2 separate regions of the Anser cygnoides genome follow, and region 2 is linked to region 1. Evidence: chromatin contacts called from public Hi-C data. All regions are on one chromosome and are shown on one strand. Each heading gives the region's core, a stretch centred on a gene start, on an enhancer-like site or on the middle of the called end of the contact. The rest is flanking DNA. Distances are from core to core; before and after follow the strand shown.

Region 1 (7,208 bases), core at 1,431-3,930:
GTTTGTAAACCTCTGATATGTTATTCTCCAACATTTTTATTTCTCTCTTTTTTTTTATAGGGACAATACGGAAATTATCAGCAATAAAAGAATATGATCCTGTGTCAGATTCATTTCAATAGTATATCCATCTTTTGAACTGGATGTACCGACAGTTTTGATTAATTGTAATATGTTGGTTACCCCTTAGCACAAAGCAGCGTCTGTATGTGAACAGTGTTCATTTCATGCTGGATATGAAGCAGTGCACTACTGGTAACAAGACAATGCTTTAATGGTTTGATATTTGGTGCTGTGTATAGTACTGTATGTTGATACAATGCAGAAGTTTTTAATTTCCCCCCCATTCTTGATGTTTCTAAATAGCTTTAGGATCATTTGATCACAGTTGTGCCCCGTTCTGGAAGACAGCCAGGCTGTTCGGCATTCTGGCTAAATACAAAGCCATTCAGTCATATCTCAGCCCGGGGAAGTATCCTACAGTAGGTCATTGATCGTTTTTTTAACTAAATGCATTACGGATTACCTGCCAGCTGCTGAAATCCATGGCTCTTAACTTTACTTCTTAAGAATAATGGGGAGGTTACATTCCTTATGTGAAGACAGTTTCATGCTATATGATAAAAGTAAGACTAATTGCAATGTCTGCAATACCTACGAGAGCGAACTACCCAAGTCTTATAATTCAGTAATTTCATAAATCCATGTTTTTATTGTAAACGGTACAGAAAGATGATCAAAACCTATATTCAAAGATACGTTAATCACTAGGGCCACATTTTATATATGCATATGTATAAACTAAGATGTTTCTATTATGGAAAGAAAAATAGAAGGGAGCTCTGAGATCTGCAGTGTCAGCCTACTAGATGTCAATATTGCTTCTTATTGTGCTTAGCTGAGAAAAACATCTGGCAAAATTCCGGTTTTAAATATGCTACTCCAATTTTTATAACGTGCTTATATACATTTTCATGCCAAATTTCACAGGCAGGTGGCTGGCATCCTCCTTTATTTCTGATTCTCCCATAGCCCTTGCTCAGATTTTCCAGCAAGCATTATAACCATAAATATTGTCAATTTTATGGTTGACTGTTCTTACAGCTTACCATCACATTCATTTTTCTCTTGTACCGTGACAGAAATAGTTCATAAGAAAAAAGAAAAATCCTTTTTATTTTTTTCCCCAGAAAAGCAACTAATTTCAGCTTTAATTGTGAAACAATATACATACAGAGAGGGGAATTGTTAATGGAGTCAACCAGTGAGAAAATACCTATAGAGGGAGATTTTAGAAATATGAGCTAGTGGTATGTAAAAGCCAGTATGAACAATTGAAGTCACTTCTGTTTTTATATGTCCTTATAAAGTGTTGAATAAAGCACTTATAAAGTGCTTATATAACTGCTGAATGAAGTAACATGTCCAAACCTCTCTGTGGCAAAAGGCTAGGATGATTATAGTCCATGAGCAATTTTGAATAGGAGACTAACTGAAAATTTACAATATAGAGTAAATTTACCCTATGTTGTAGGATGTTCTCCTTTCATGTGTCTAAACTGGTGTATTTATGGGATTTTGAGTTTTGGTACTTCGTATTTTGAAAAACCAAGACCACAAGTAAAATTAAAAAAAAACTCTCACTTCATTACTTTTTTTCCTGTAGAGGAAAATCTTTTAACTGGACAGCTAAAGATCAGTGTTGCTATCAAATGTGACAGCTGTCAAATGTCCAAGCACTGCCCTTGCAACATTAATATTTTTAATAACTGATAAAACAGAAGATATTTCTGGTCAGTCGTCATTTCTCTCATCCTTCCTGCTGGTGTTTTCATACAAATAAGTACTCTCAAATATCAAGGAACAGAAAGGAAATAAGGTTGTTTTCTTTACAATATGTTGATATTACAGGTAGCCAGAAGAATGCAATATTGCTCTTTGCCAGCTTGGAAATATGCCTTTTTATGTGGTTTTTGAAAGTGCTGAAATACTTTTGAGAGAATACGATCAACACTTAAAATGAAACAGCAACATTACATCAATCTGAAATGTCTTACATTAAGAACTTCTTGAATGTTGTGTATATAATGTATTTGAAAGAGCACTTTGGAAATAGTTTGTACATTTATTTCCTAATTTATACATGATTTTGGTGTTAATATTTCTAATTGTTAATAACAAAACGTTTATTTAATGTGTTGTTCATTTTTATGTGTCAATGTGGAAACAAAGTGATGCCAGCATTTTGAATTCTCCCATTAACTGTATCATTTTCTGTTTTGTAATACAGAATGCTTGACAATTGTTTAGGTTAAAAATTATCTGGAAATGAAATTGGTGGTGCTTTTCTTACGACACAGACTTTTTGAGTGGAAACAACAAAGGGCAAGGGGAGATGCCTTGGGGTCGCACCCACTCGGTGCGCCCAGAGGTTGTCCCGACTCCAACGCTGAGGGCGATGGGTGGGTGCCTAATTAACGCCCGATTAACGATGCGTGAGGCGAGGCGAGAGGGCTGACAGGCTCAAGGGGACCCCCGAGGCAGACAGCGACGCCCGGCGGCACCCTCACGGGCGTTACGTCGGTGTCGCGGGCTCGCTGTGAGGGCAGCGGCCTCCGAGGCGGGGCTGAGGGGAGGCGGCGGGCGGCGCCTTCCCGCCCTTCCCCAACGGCCGGGGCTGGGGCAGGGGCGGGCCGCGGCTGCGCGTCCCGGCCGTGGCGGAGCCATGGCGCTGTGTGGGGCAGTGGCGCTGCCCCGGAGCGGGGCCGTGCTGGGCGGCCGGGCCGCTCCCCTGCTGGGGCTGCTGCTGCTGGGGAGGCCGGCCTTCTCCACAACTCGCGTCGCGTGCGGGAAGAACAGGCGGCTGAGGCAAAAAAGAGCCATTTCGGAAAGGAAATTGGTAAGTCCTGAGGTAAACGGCGTGTCCTGGGTGGCATCAGCTGCCGGGCTGGCTGCGCTTTGTGTACGAGATGTGCGAAGAGCTCCTCCCTCGTGTTCTTCTGTTTAGGCTTAGATAGAATTTGTTATTTCTGAGTGATCGATACGTCACTTTCAGTTCGCAGCGTTAGTTTCCCGTCTTGCCGTATGGTGGTGCCATACACTTCTCTAAGAGAGGATTTTTAAGAAATCACAGGGCATGGCGTGACTTGAGTTATGCGAGAGTTCTGTACTTTTGCAGTTGCTTAGCTTGATATCACAATGCTGCTTTATCCCACGTATACTCCTTGGGCTATTTAATTAGCAAAACCCTTCTTTGCTGACAGGAAAGCTGAAGCGCAGTGCAGAACAGTTGGTTTGCCAGAAGTCAGATACGAAGTTCGTGTCAGAAATAAGGCCAAAACCTGGAATCCTCTCCATGCTGTATCTTCTTTACCCCCTAAGTAACTGGCTATGACTTACATTAAAGTTAATTCTACTTATTCAGTTTTCAAATAAGATTATTCTTTTTCTTTATAATAGTTTTCTTAATTGTTAAAAGATTGAAGTTTGCATTACTTTCATCACCTGATATAGAAGGCAGTGAATCACTATGAGAACATCTCTCCCCCACAGGCACTATGTCCTCTTTGTAAATTTTAGTTCCATTTAAAAAGATTTCTTTTCAATTTTATTTTCATGTGTAGGAACACAACTACTGGATGATTCCGGTTTGTAGTGTGGTAGTGCTCTTAAGCTACCAGTGTTAGCAGTATGTAACTGTATTAAAACAATACTTTCCCTGTTATTATTCTTCTAACATGAATTCTGCACTTCTGGTATCTGAGCTGCTTTATTAGGTTATATCAATATAACCTCTGGCATGTACTTGCAATGTTTTAACGTGGTTCTTAAAAATATTTGAAAAATAAGACCTAATTTTCTTCAGTGTTATACTTAGTAAGCTGTATTTAAGTGACATGTGAATGACAGCAGAAATCTTTTTCACCTGTTCAGCGGAACTTGTCATGACAGAAAACAGCAGGTCTGCATATTATTAAATTCTGTAGAACGGTCAGCTTGCTGGAAGGTGACTCTGATAAACTGCACTTCCAAGGTACAAACCTCATCCTCTTTGCAGACGCGCTATTTTGTGGATCACCGGAGAGTGCGTGTGGTTGGAGGACAAGGAGGAGACGGAGGTCATTCCTTTTATAGCGAACCTCGAAAAATATTTGGAGGTCCTGATGGCGGAAATGGGGGTGATGGAGGTCATGTTGTTTTGAAAGGTAAAAGTCAACAAATCTGTTTTGTCTCCTGTTGTCTTATCTTTTAACATCTTACTCCCCTAGTTTAAAAAAAAAAAAGGAAAAAGGAAAAAAAAAAGGTAATTTCTCTCTAAGCTGCCTTTGTTTTTTATGCTTTGTCCTGAGCCATGGTAAAAAGGACATAAATGACACCAAAGGCCTTAGGAGAGTTCCTAGAAAGCATTTTAAAAAACACGGTATTTTGCAGAAGTTTTAGTGGCTGGTGCCTGACTGTAATGGTAACCCAACAAGTTTTACTCTTAAGCTAGATAAAGCTGCTTCTGCTATCACCCTCCTGCAAAATCTGCTAATCCGGCAAATGCATTTTCCAGAGTATTTTGTAAAGGTTCTGTCCATTTTGGAATGGCCACTTAATGAAATGCATCGTTAACAAACCTAAAGAGATAAGTAAAGGCAGTTGAACTTCATCACAACTCAAATTAATATCAGTATTCCCTGATATGCTATGTTGACACAGTGAATAGGATATGTATTAATGCATTATTCAGAAAGGAAAGAACAGCAACGAGGTTGTTCTACTTGGCCTGTTCTACTAAAACAACACCTTTTAAGATCCATGTGTTTTGCTTTACAGCCGATCAGCAAATGAAATCACTTTCTTCAGTCCTCCCTTTCTATCAGGGTGTTCGTGGAGGAAGAGGAGGAAGCAAAAACTGTTACGGAGCCAATGGTGCAAGTGTGTATGTTAAGGTAAGTTCTGGCTGCTATGTTAGCTTTATATTTACATTGTTGATTTTCATGGTGGATGGGAGAAAATTCTCCTGTACATTTTTACAAGGAGCCTTGTATGCTGTCCCCGCAGGAACAGGGCTGGTTGACACACAGGCAGATCAAACTGCTGTAAATTGTTCATCAAAATTAGACTTCTGTGGAAGGTACATCTGACTAAAATGCTGTCCTGACTTGTTTTCTCTTCTGGGGTAACATGCCTAGAGAAAGCAGAACGCAGAATTTGTTAAGTAGGAGCAGACTTACTTTCTTTCATATATTTTTTTTCTTCAGTATGCCCATTTTGGTGCACACCTACAATATGTTTGTAAGCTCATTATTGTTAAGCTTCTGTGCTTGAAAGGAGAGCAAGTGGTTTATGGTACCATTGACATTTTAATGAATTGCATTCTGACAGCGCTGTTTTGGTCCAGGAAGTGAACCTCTTGCAGTACGCTTCTTGCTGGGTTCTGCCAGGTGCCCAGCAGAGGAATAATGTTCGACAAATCTGAAATTAGCTGGGCCTGCTGAAGGCAGCTCTGCTGCAGGCTTTGCAGGCATTACTCTGAATGACACGTCCCTTCATTTTAAGGTCCCTGTGGGTACATCAGTTAAGGAGGACGGGGTAGTTGTGGCTGACCTCACGCAACATGGTGAAGAGTATGTTGCAGCTTACGGAGGAGCTGGAGGGAAAGGGAATCGCTTTTTTCTTTCCAATGAAAACCGAGCTCCGATGTTATTCACTCCAGGAGAGCCAGGTCAGGAAAGGGTGCTCCATTTGGAACTCAAGACAACAGCTCATGCAGGACTGGTGAGTGTAGCAGTGGTTCTTCAACTTCCTTAGCCTTGTACAATGACATTTGACTGACTGAAGAAATAACATTTGGTAACATTTTTGTTAGCCTTTTGGCGTGCTTGTTTAGAGATGCAACTTGATGCTTTCTTGCTGTTGTTTGGTAGAAGGGTGTCCAAAGTGATTTGCAGAGCTGTCACTGTCTTGCTACGTAATGTCATCCTACTTCTGCTAAAATCAACAGTATATATAGAAAAGCAATGCTCAAGATTCACCAGTGATTAACAGATTCACTGATGATGTACGGCAGGCTTTGTCTGCAGAATCTGCAGATGGACAATACACTGTGGAGAACTCTTCTAAATTAGATTTTTTCTCATATTTTTTTCTTTAAAAAAAAAGTTATAATTATAGTTAATACTCATATTTCTCTTTTTTTTCACTTTTTTTCAGATATTAAACATCTGACTTTGTTAGTTCTGGGTTTAGCATCCTCTGAAACAAAAATACCATTTAGACAAGAGTGCTAAGTCAATTTAGGGCTTAACCTGATTTTATATTTAAGTATGATAACGTTTTTGACCCTGTTTGGTAAAACTGTTACAATCACGCAGTTCTGCCAACTGTTATTGCTGTTGTTCAGGCAAAATAACTGTCTAGCATAATTTCACAAATTTATTTAGAGTAAGAGTTAGTGTTGGTGGATCAAAACATTTAATTCTATGTCCAGCTGGACACCCAGTGCCAAAAACGTGAGAAGTGGACCAAATTTGGAAATCTGATAAAATTCTGTACTTTATTTCCTCTGGCAAATATTCAGTGTGCTTGACATCAGTAGATGGGAGAACCTAGGATTTGATCTACTTTCATCTACAGATTATTGGCCATGTGTGTATTTGTGGTATGTCAACTGTAGGATATCCCAGAGGAGCTTCCTTTGCAGGGTTGGTTTGCTTAAATTCTTGCCTTCTCCTTGGAAGGCCAAGTTCTTGGATATCAAGACTGAGAGCTGTAAGATTGCAGACTTGTAAGCATTCTGGTTAGTTACAGGGCAAGCTACGTTACTGAATTGGTTAGGGTCAAAACTAACTTTGAATTATTTTGGAAAATAATAAATCACACAATTAGAAAATAGGTAAAATGTGAACTGCAAGACAAAGCCATAATTTTTTTTCAGGGTAAAAGATTTTATGCTATACCTTTTTGACTCAGAACAAAATAAATACTTAAGTATTGCGTGCACACAAAAAAATAAGGTGATCCTTCTGTGTTTTGACCTTTTTAATATTTATGGGAATAAATAAGAGGAGTTAGGAAAAATAAAAAAGGAAACCAAGTTGCTTTTCAGAACTGAGCATGCAAAATTAATGTTATATTCTTGCTAGAAGAATCTTTCCACATCTAGCAAAAGCTTAGTTTTCGTTTGGTTTTTTTTTTTTTTTCCTTTGTATTAGCCTAGAACC
Region 2 (7,208 bases), core at 2,371-4,870, 64 kb before region 1:
CACAAAGTCTATGGACAACCAAGTCCTGAACCTGGGACAGAGGAACCCCATGCTATAGCACAGGCTGAAAACCAAAGCTCTACAGAAAGAAAACAACACAGGGGTCCTGGTGGACACAAGCTGGACAGGAGTCAGCAGCACGTCCTTGCAGGGAAGGCAGCTAACCACGTACTGGACCGTATTAGCATGCATGTAGCCAGCTTCCTCAGGGAAGTGAGAGTCTCATTAACTGGCGCTTGCAAGGTTGCCTGTGGAATATCTTCAGTTTGGGGCTCCTCAGAGCAGGAGAAATACTGACGAAGTGGAACAAGCACAGCACAGGGGCACTGCAAGGTGAGGGTGCTGGAATGGGCCCCAGGCAACCTGACCTGGCTTTGAAGTTCACCGTGCTTGGAGCTGAGGTTTAGTTCAAGTGATCTTCAAAGGTCCCTTCCTACCTGAATTATTGCACAACCCCACGAGAGAGTGCCAAGTACTAGCCACAGATTCAAAGGGAAACTGAAAGTCGCTTGGATTCAACATGACATATTGCTGGGGCTATAAAAACAGGTCAGGACTTCAGCTGAGCTTCCATTAATAAATTTCCGTCCGTTTTTCTGTCGCATACAGACTGTGACAGCGGCTCATCAAGAGGGGAGCATGCCACGAAGCAGAAGGGGAGCCCGGACCTCGTAGTGGGGCAGTTTCTCAGCCGCAGCCCAGACCCCTCCTCGTGCCGTGGATTTCCTGGCACGCTGCGGGTAAGGGCACGGGGTGGGGAGCGAACAAAGTTTAGGTGCTCTGGACCCTCAGGCGAGCTGTGCTGCACAACCAACCCGGGAAAACCCTTACTTGAATTTTCTTTCCCAAATCTTCGAGGTGCTCAGCAATCCAAGCTCTTAAGCTTCATGAACAAACTTGGTTGGTTTGTGACATCTGTAAGCGTCTCGGCCCTACAAGCGTTACCGCAGTGCTTAAGCCCGCGCAGCACAAGTCTCAGACCCCACAAAGCAGCTGGCTGAAAACAAACCCACGGCTCGCTGTGCCAGACAGCCTGCAGGAACACAAACCAGCAGCAGTGGCAGGCCTATGACCACAAGGCTGCCAGCAGGTGCTAGAGCTGTCCAGCACACCGAGACCCCGGCCCACGTCCACCCACGCCCTGCACCAGAGCGCCGGGCACCCTACAGCACCGAACGCCGAGGATTTGTGCAGCTGGACCGAGTGCACAGCCATAAGATGCTGCACACACCTTAATGCTGGCTGTTAAATGCTCAGCACCTGCTGGGCTTAAGGTGGAACAAAGCCGGATTTCACCTAGCCACAAAGCCTAAAAGTTTTGGTACCGCTCTAGTTTCCTACAGCACTCCAGTCCTTTTGCCTGTCACTGCTCTCCCCTCGCATCACATGTGCGCACACAACTTGGACCATAACTGAAATTCTACTTCTTGAACAGCTGACCTGTGATTATTACTAAGATAGATGAAACAGACCTCAAAAATCACCACGAATCCTGACTACAGCACAAGGAATTTTTTTTTGTTTGTTTTTAAGATCAAGTACACAAGTCTACATCATGAAAAACTTTTAATAAAAGATTATTTTATAATAACTTTATAATAATAATTTTATAACTCCTTATAAAGAGTTAGGAGACAAAAGCAACTCCATTGCACAGGAAAAGCTTTTATTTACTCCTACTACACAAGAAGTTAGTTTCAAACTACAGAACTTCCCTGTACTCTCCAAGAAGCGAAGTGAACAACTTGTAAGTATTGATTCCAAGAATACAGCGAAAGGGATAATGTCAGGCTGGAATGCCAAAAAGCCACCGTGTTCAACAGGGATCCCATGCAGAGAAATGTTACGGGCTCAGTTGGAAAGGTGTGCGAGTGCTCTGACAAACACCTCTTTTTTTATATGGAAGCATTTGACAGATGCTTCAACACCGATGTGGACTGAAACTCTTTTGACTTTTCTGGAAAGCCATATTCCTTGAAAGCGTGTTAGCATTCCTTCCTAGTCAAGCATATAGAGGCAGAACAGCAGAGAGCCCTGTCGAACTGCAGCCCGACCATCACACAAATCCGCCTTTCGGCTGATGCAGAAAGAACTAAGAAAGAAAAAACACTACCAGGATCTAAACCAATTACTTTAATTATTGATCTCGAAGCGATGCAGACTTAGCTCCGCTGCTAATTTCAACGTACTCGCATCAAACAACAACACGGCTATACCAGAATCGGATTTGCTTTTGCGAAAGGAAGACACAGAAGAGAGGGTTACTAATTCTTTTGATGCCGTTCTGAAGCGGAGATTTTACAACTCAGCCAGTCTTCCTTTCTGGCCAACAGATTGCCTACACCGAGGTGTACCAACACACGGGAGCTGTTCAAGCACGCGATGAAATGGAAATGGGCGCGCTGCTTTGAATTCACCACTGCCTGCACACAAACGCCTAGTGAGGAACGCTGCAGTAAATGCACATCGCCTTCCTTCTAAAAGCAACACCCTGAAACAACTGAGTACCCCGTGAATGCCCTGCTCTGGGTACACCTTGGTAATTTTGGCAGGGACACGAAGCTTTGCGGATGCTGCCTTTTCACCTGGAGCTGCAGGGACCCCGCGCTGGACGACTCCCCTGACAACCAAGCAGGGCAGCCCCAGTGCAAGCTTTCACTTCCAGTCCTCCTCCGCAGAAGCAGCCTGTGATTTCGCGACTCCCACTGCCGACACAGGAGGTATCCTGCTTTGAGAACACGCCAAACACAATACCTGCGAGTTCAAATACAAATGATCACCGTGGACATGATGTTGCACGTCACTTGGCCGATAGCAACACTTATTAAATAGCGCTGCTGTTTCGGTTGGGGTATGAACACAAAAATAAAAGTATTTTCACACCTGTAAGCTTGCGCTCGGAACGCGTTTAAGCAAAATGAAGCCTAGTTTTGATTTTACTAACCGTCAAAAGCACAGTCCTGAGTAATGACTAAGCTTAATGACTGGGTATGACTAACACTTATAAATAATTAGTGCCTGCTCTCCCCCTCCCCCACGGAGGGGAGGGAAGGGAAGAAAACCCAACGATACGCTGGAAAAAAAAGGAAGAATGCTAGGAAATAGGAGCTCCAAGTTCGCGGCGTGACCGCTTGCCTCTTTTCCCCGTCCACTCTTAACACCACCGCAAAGCAAACGTGACCACATGGATGTTTGTGAAGGACTAGCAGCCGCTCACGCGTTCCTGCAAACTTGTGCAGAGTCCGGCCACTCTGAGCCTTCGTACTCGAGATCTCCTCCACCTCCTCCACCGATCCCTCAGCAAACATGCTTGGGTCACCTCCTCTGCCTCTCGCCACAGGTGCTGCAATTCCTCGGAGCTGCGCTTCTGACTCACAGGCGCAACTGGTCCCACTCGCCGCACCGCCACTTAGCTTAAACGCACCCGATGCTGGCACCACTGACAGCCGGGCTACACCTAACCCTCCCTCACCGAGCTGCTTGATTAATAAAGTGAGAGAGGCGTGAAGACAGCCTGCCACAGCCTCGCTGCCCCCCGAGCCGTGTAAGAAGGACGGGGGCACGGCACCGCAGCTCAGCGCCGAGCTTTTGTTTACTCGCTGCTATCTCCAGCATATTTCGCAGCCGGATCTGCACTGGGTGGCCGCGCAGCACCCAGCACGTGCTTTGCTCTGTGCAGAAGGACTGGGATGGCTTTTAACAGCGCAACTCAGGCAGCGTGTGGTTCTCAGAGCAGGTGGAATAAGCTGGACCACTTTTATAGGCAGGCGGATTCAAGACAAGATCTTACAGCAGCCGTACTAGCCGTGTGAAATAACATCACGCACTGATGCAGATTTTGTGCTGCCAGTTGTCCAGGTACCGGCTGCAATGCATTACTGGGAAAAAAAGTGTTTTAGGAATGCATTTGAAGGAAAAAAGCATCAAAAATAAAGCTAAGTGGTGTTCATAACTTACGGTTCTGATTCATCAACTTATAAATAACTTATATATATTTATAGAGTTCTACACTATCAAGAAGTTACTCGATTTTTCTCAATATACTTTTCTAAATACCACAAAGAGCGTGGCAACAGTCAAACCTTGCACTAAATCCCGTACAAATACCGAGTAAAAGGACTGTCCCTGGGTAAAAGGATTTACAACCTATTTCTGCACTTTGCTGAGAGTCAGCCCTTTATAATCCAAGTGTAACTTTCTCATCACTAGTAATACAAGTACAGAAAGTCGTATTTTTAAAATGTTATTTCTAACCTGACAAGAGCTCCAGGGCGACAGATTATCTATCTGTATTTGTACAGGGCCTTAAGAACAGCTCTGCCAAGGAGGTGCTGAGCCTGCTTATATAGATCTCGCTGCAGAGCCTGCTCTCAGCTCCCTATAGTTATCACTTCTTTCTTGATTATATATTGATAACCTATACCGTTACATAGCGATGATAATCAACGATTTGTCCTCACCAAAAAAATCTATATTAAAAAACCAGTTAGTTAAAGGCATAAATAAGGCCTCAAGGAGACTTATTTTACCTTAAATATTCCACTAAAGACATACGAAGAAAATTACTCCAAGGCAGGAGGCTTTGTGGTAAAGACTTGGCTCTCGGTCCCTTCAGACTCCCGTGCCTCCAGAAAAAGACCAGCATTTCTGGAAGGAAATTACTACAAAATAGAACTGGGGTAAAAAAATGAGACTAAGCTGAGGTAAAACTGTCCATGAAGGGGAAAAAACATAATAACAATTTGCTCCTGAGGCAGCAGCGTTTTTCTAGGATAACCTATTCGTGTCTGTGGTCTTGATGAAAAAGGTCTCATTTAATTTGAAATATGAGTGATCACACAATCTTTACAGCTGTTTAATTACAGCCTCACCTGTATACAGGTTCTGTACTTCTCTCAACGTTTCAGGTGGAAACGGGACCATTTTGCCCCAGTAATTCAGAGTAACAACGTGCAGTACGGACACAACTGTGTCACTGTAAAAGCTGCCTGCTGTATGAACCGTTTCCCTTCTGCTGCCAGGAGGAAACGTGCAGGAGGGGCGATGCAGCAAAGCCATCATCCAGACAAAAAAGGTTGTAGAGCTTTTAGGAAGCCTGCATCAGTATAAATAAGCTACAACTTCTTGCGTTTCGTCAAGAACTTCATTAGTTTAAAACCAAACTCAACTCAGGGCATTAACAACTTGTAACAACACTAACACAGCTCCTAAGCACCCGCACAGCCACCGTCTTGTTAAAACAGCAGCGTGCAACCCGTCAGAGATGTGCCGAGGCTTCAGTCCCGACGTGCAGGAGGGAAAGCCATGATGCTCACAGGTAACACGACTCACGGGCAGGAACATCCCGACAGCGGCCAGGCGCTCACAAAGCTCCTGGTAAGCTCTCTGAGCTCGGCCTTCCTTCAGCTTCGTTGTTTGTGATACAAACTGAGCGGCTGTCTGCAAGGTACCACCGAAAACTCCTTCCTATCGCTGCCTTCGGTTGTGGGAAGCACCATTTTCAAAGTTGTGTGTTTTCGTGCAGCTGCTTCGTCAAATCTTTTCTCACAAGGGGTAGCACACCTACCAAAAAGTTAGCTCGGCAACGCGTACTGCCTTCCAACTGGCAAAAGCCTTCTTGTTAACATCAAGCAGTGACAGCAAACTCCAGGAGCGGATTCAGACAGATAAATGGAGTTGTAAACATTCATAAAAAGTTTCAACACACCAAACAACCCTGACGAGAGCTGACAAGATGAGTTATTTTCAGGTTAAAATGTTCGTTTCAAGTATTTCTGACAAAAAGTGCATATAGCAGCCAAGAAGTGTTTAACGTGCCCTGTCTGTACGTGGTTTCTATGCCTGCTTCATACCAAAGAGACTCTCATTATTCGTCACAGTTTTGGTGAGAGCAGAGAGCAGGCTTTCCACCAGCCGACCTCTTCTCTTAAAACCCACTCAGGCTACCCCCAGTATTTTAACTGTGCTCCTGAACTCCTTCACACACTTCTTAGGATTTTATTTACATATCATTTCCCGAGACAGAGCAGACAAACAACAGTAAGGATTTTCATACACCGAAGGGTTTCGTTTGAAGAGCGTTTGCATTACCTACTAATTTGTGTCTTATCACATCAGTGTCCAGAGCCGGTACGTTTTCATTTTCAGCTGCTAACTTTGCTGCAGTGCCCTGTATTAGTGACTCGAGCCCCAGGCAGCACCAAATTTGTGGTCCTCTAACCAAGATGTTGCACTTCACAGTAACTCCAGAGATGGGAAACTCACTCAGCTCACTGAGCGTCCAAACACCATAGAGCTTCCTGCAACAGCAGAGTGCAAAATGCCCCAAAGACACAATGCGCTCACTTTTACTCACCTACCAACATCACAACGCTAGTGATACCCCAAGCCCCAGACAGACGGTGACTTGAAGTGTAGATAGATACATAAAATAAATCCAGACGTGCTCTTCTTGCTGGGAACAACAGCGTTTTCCGTAACAGAAGTGAACAGTAAGCAAAGCTAATGTCTTTCATAGCTTGGCTTAGAAGAATCACAATTATATTTCCCATTAAATCTCAACATTTAGAGAGACACCTTTATCAGATGTGTACAAACAAAGCATTCATTTGCCTCGTGACACTCGTCGTAACAACAACAGAAATCCTACCGAGCATCTCTCTCATTTTTAGGTTCCTTGGGGTACAAAGCTAAGCACGCAGGATTCCTTAATTATAGAAGTCGCAGCGAGAACTTTCAGCCTGGTGACATATGGCAGATCTGATGTAACAGATTTCAAATAAAGCAGAATGTTCCTTTTGCTGATGCATGATTTGAACATGAAATCCATCCCGCACTCAGACGAGATCCACAGTTACCCTTCAGAGAGCGAGCTACCACTTCGCGCGCCAAGTACAGGACTCCCAAGCTCTAATCTTGGCTCAATATCGATTCCCTCATGGCCTTGGGCAAGTCAGAACTCCTCTCACTCGCTCTTTCCCCCAGCTTTAAAGCAGAGTTCATACTACTTTATTTACCAACCACATGGGCATGTTGCAAGGATCAAGTTTTGTAAAATGCCTTGAAAGTAAAACAGACTACACGTACTGTAAGAAGTTCCTGTTATCACTTTATGTTAGAGATGTTTTGAACAAAACACAGCCATGCCAACACAATTAATAGGCAAAATATTGGCAGCACGTGCATGATGTAGGGAAGCTCGAATCAGG

Evidence for each region. A called contact is a pair of places that touch in the nucleus more often than the background predicts.
Region 2: a Hi-C map of fetal liver shows a contact between it and region 1, with 1.7 times the contacts expected there. The contact joins the enhancer-like site here to the promoter of MTG2 in region 1. A contact is called at or near these places in 4 of 7 Hi-C or Micro-C datasets (fetal liver, granulosa cells and liver).

What each region holds. Positions count from the first base shown.
Region 1 is chr16:3,811,163-3,818,370 of Taihu_goose_T2T_genome, reverse strand. MTG2 (mitochondrial ribosome associated GTPase 2) reads left to right here and starts at 2,680. Exons shown (of 6, transcript XM_013188917.3): 1 at 2,680-2,899; 2 at 4,058-4,205; 3 at 4,819-4,934; 4 at 5,545-5,763. The coding sequence starts at 2,726. It overlaps SS18L1 (SS18L1 subunit of BAF chromatin remodeling complex), which reads left to right. Exons shown (of 10, transcript XM_048074575.2): 10 at 61-2,334. The coding sequence ends at 87.
Region 2 is chr16:3,876,188-3,883,395 of Taihu_goose_T2T_genome, reverse strand. All of the region lies in intron 2 of TAF4 (TATA-box binding protein associated factor 4), which reads right to left. Among named protein-coding and RNA genes, the nearest start is that of TAF4, 12 kb to the right of the region's middle. Within about 2 kb of position 3,620, at least 1 of the 3 cell types and tissues checked has open chromatin away from gene starts, as enhancers often do. A contact at or near this core is called in fetal liver, where this site is marked.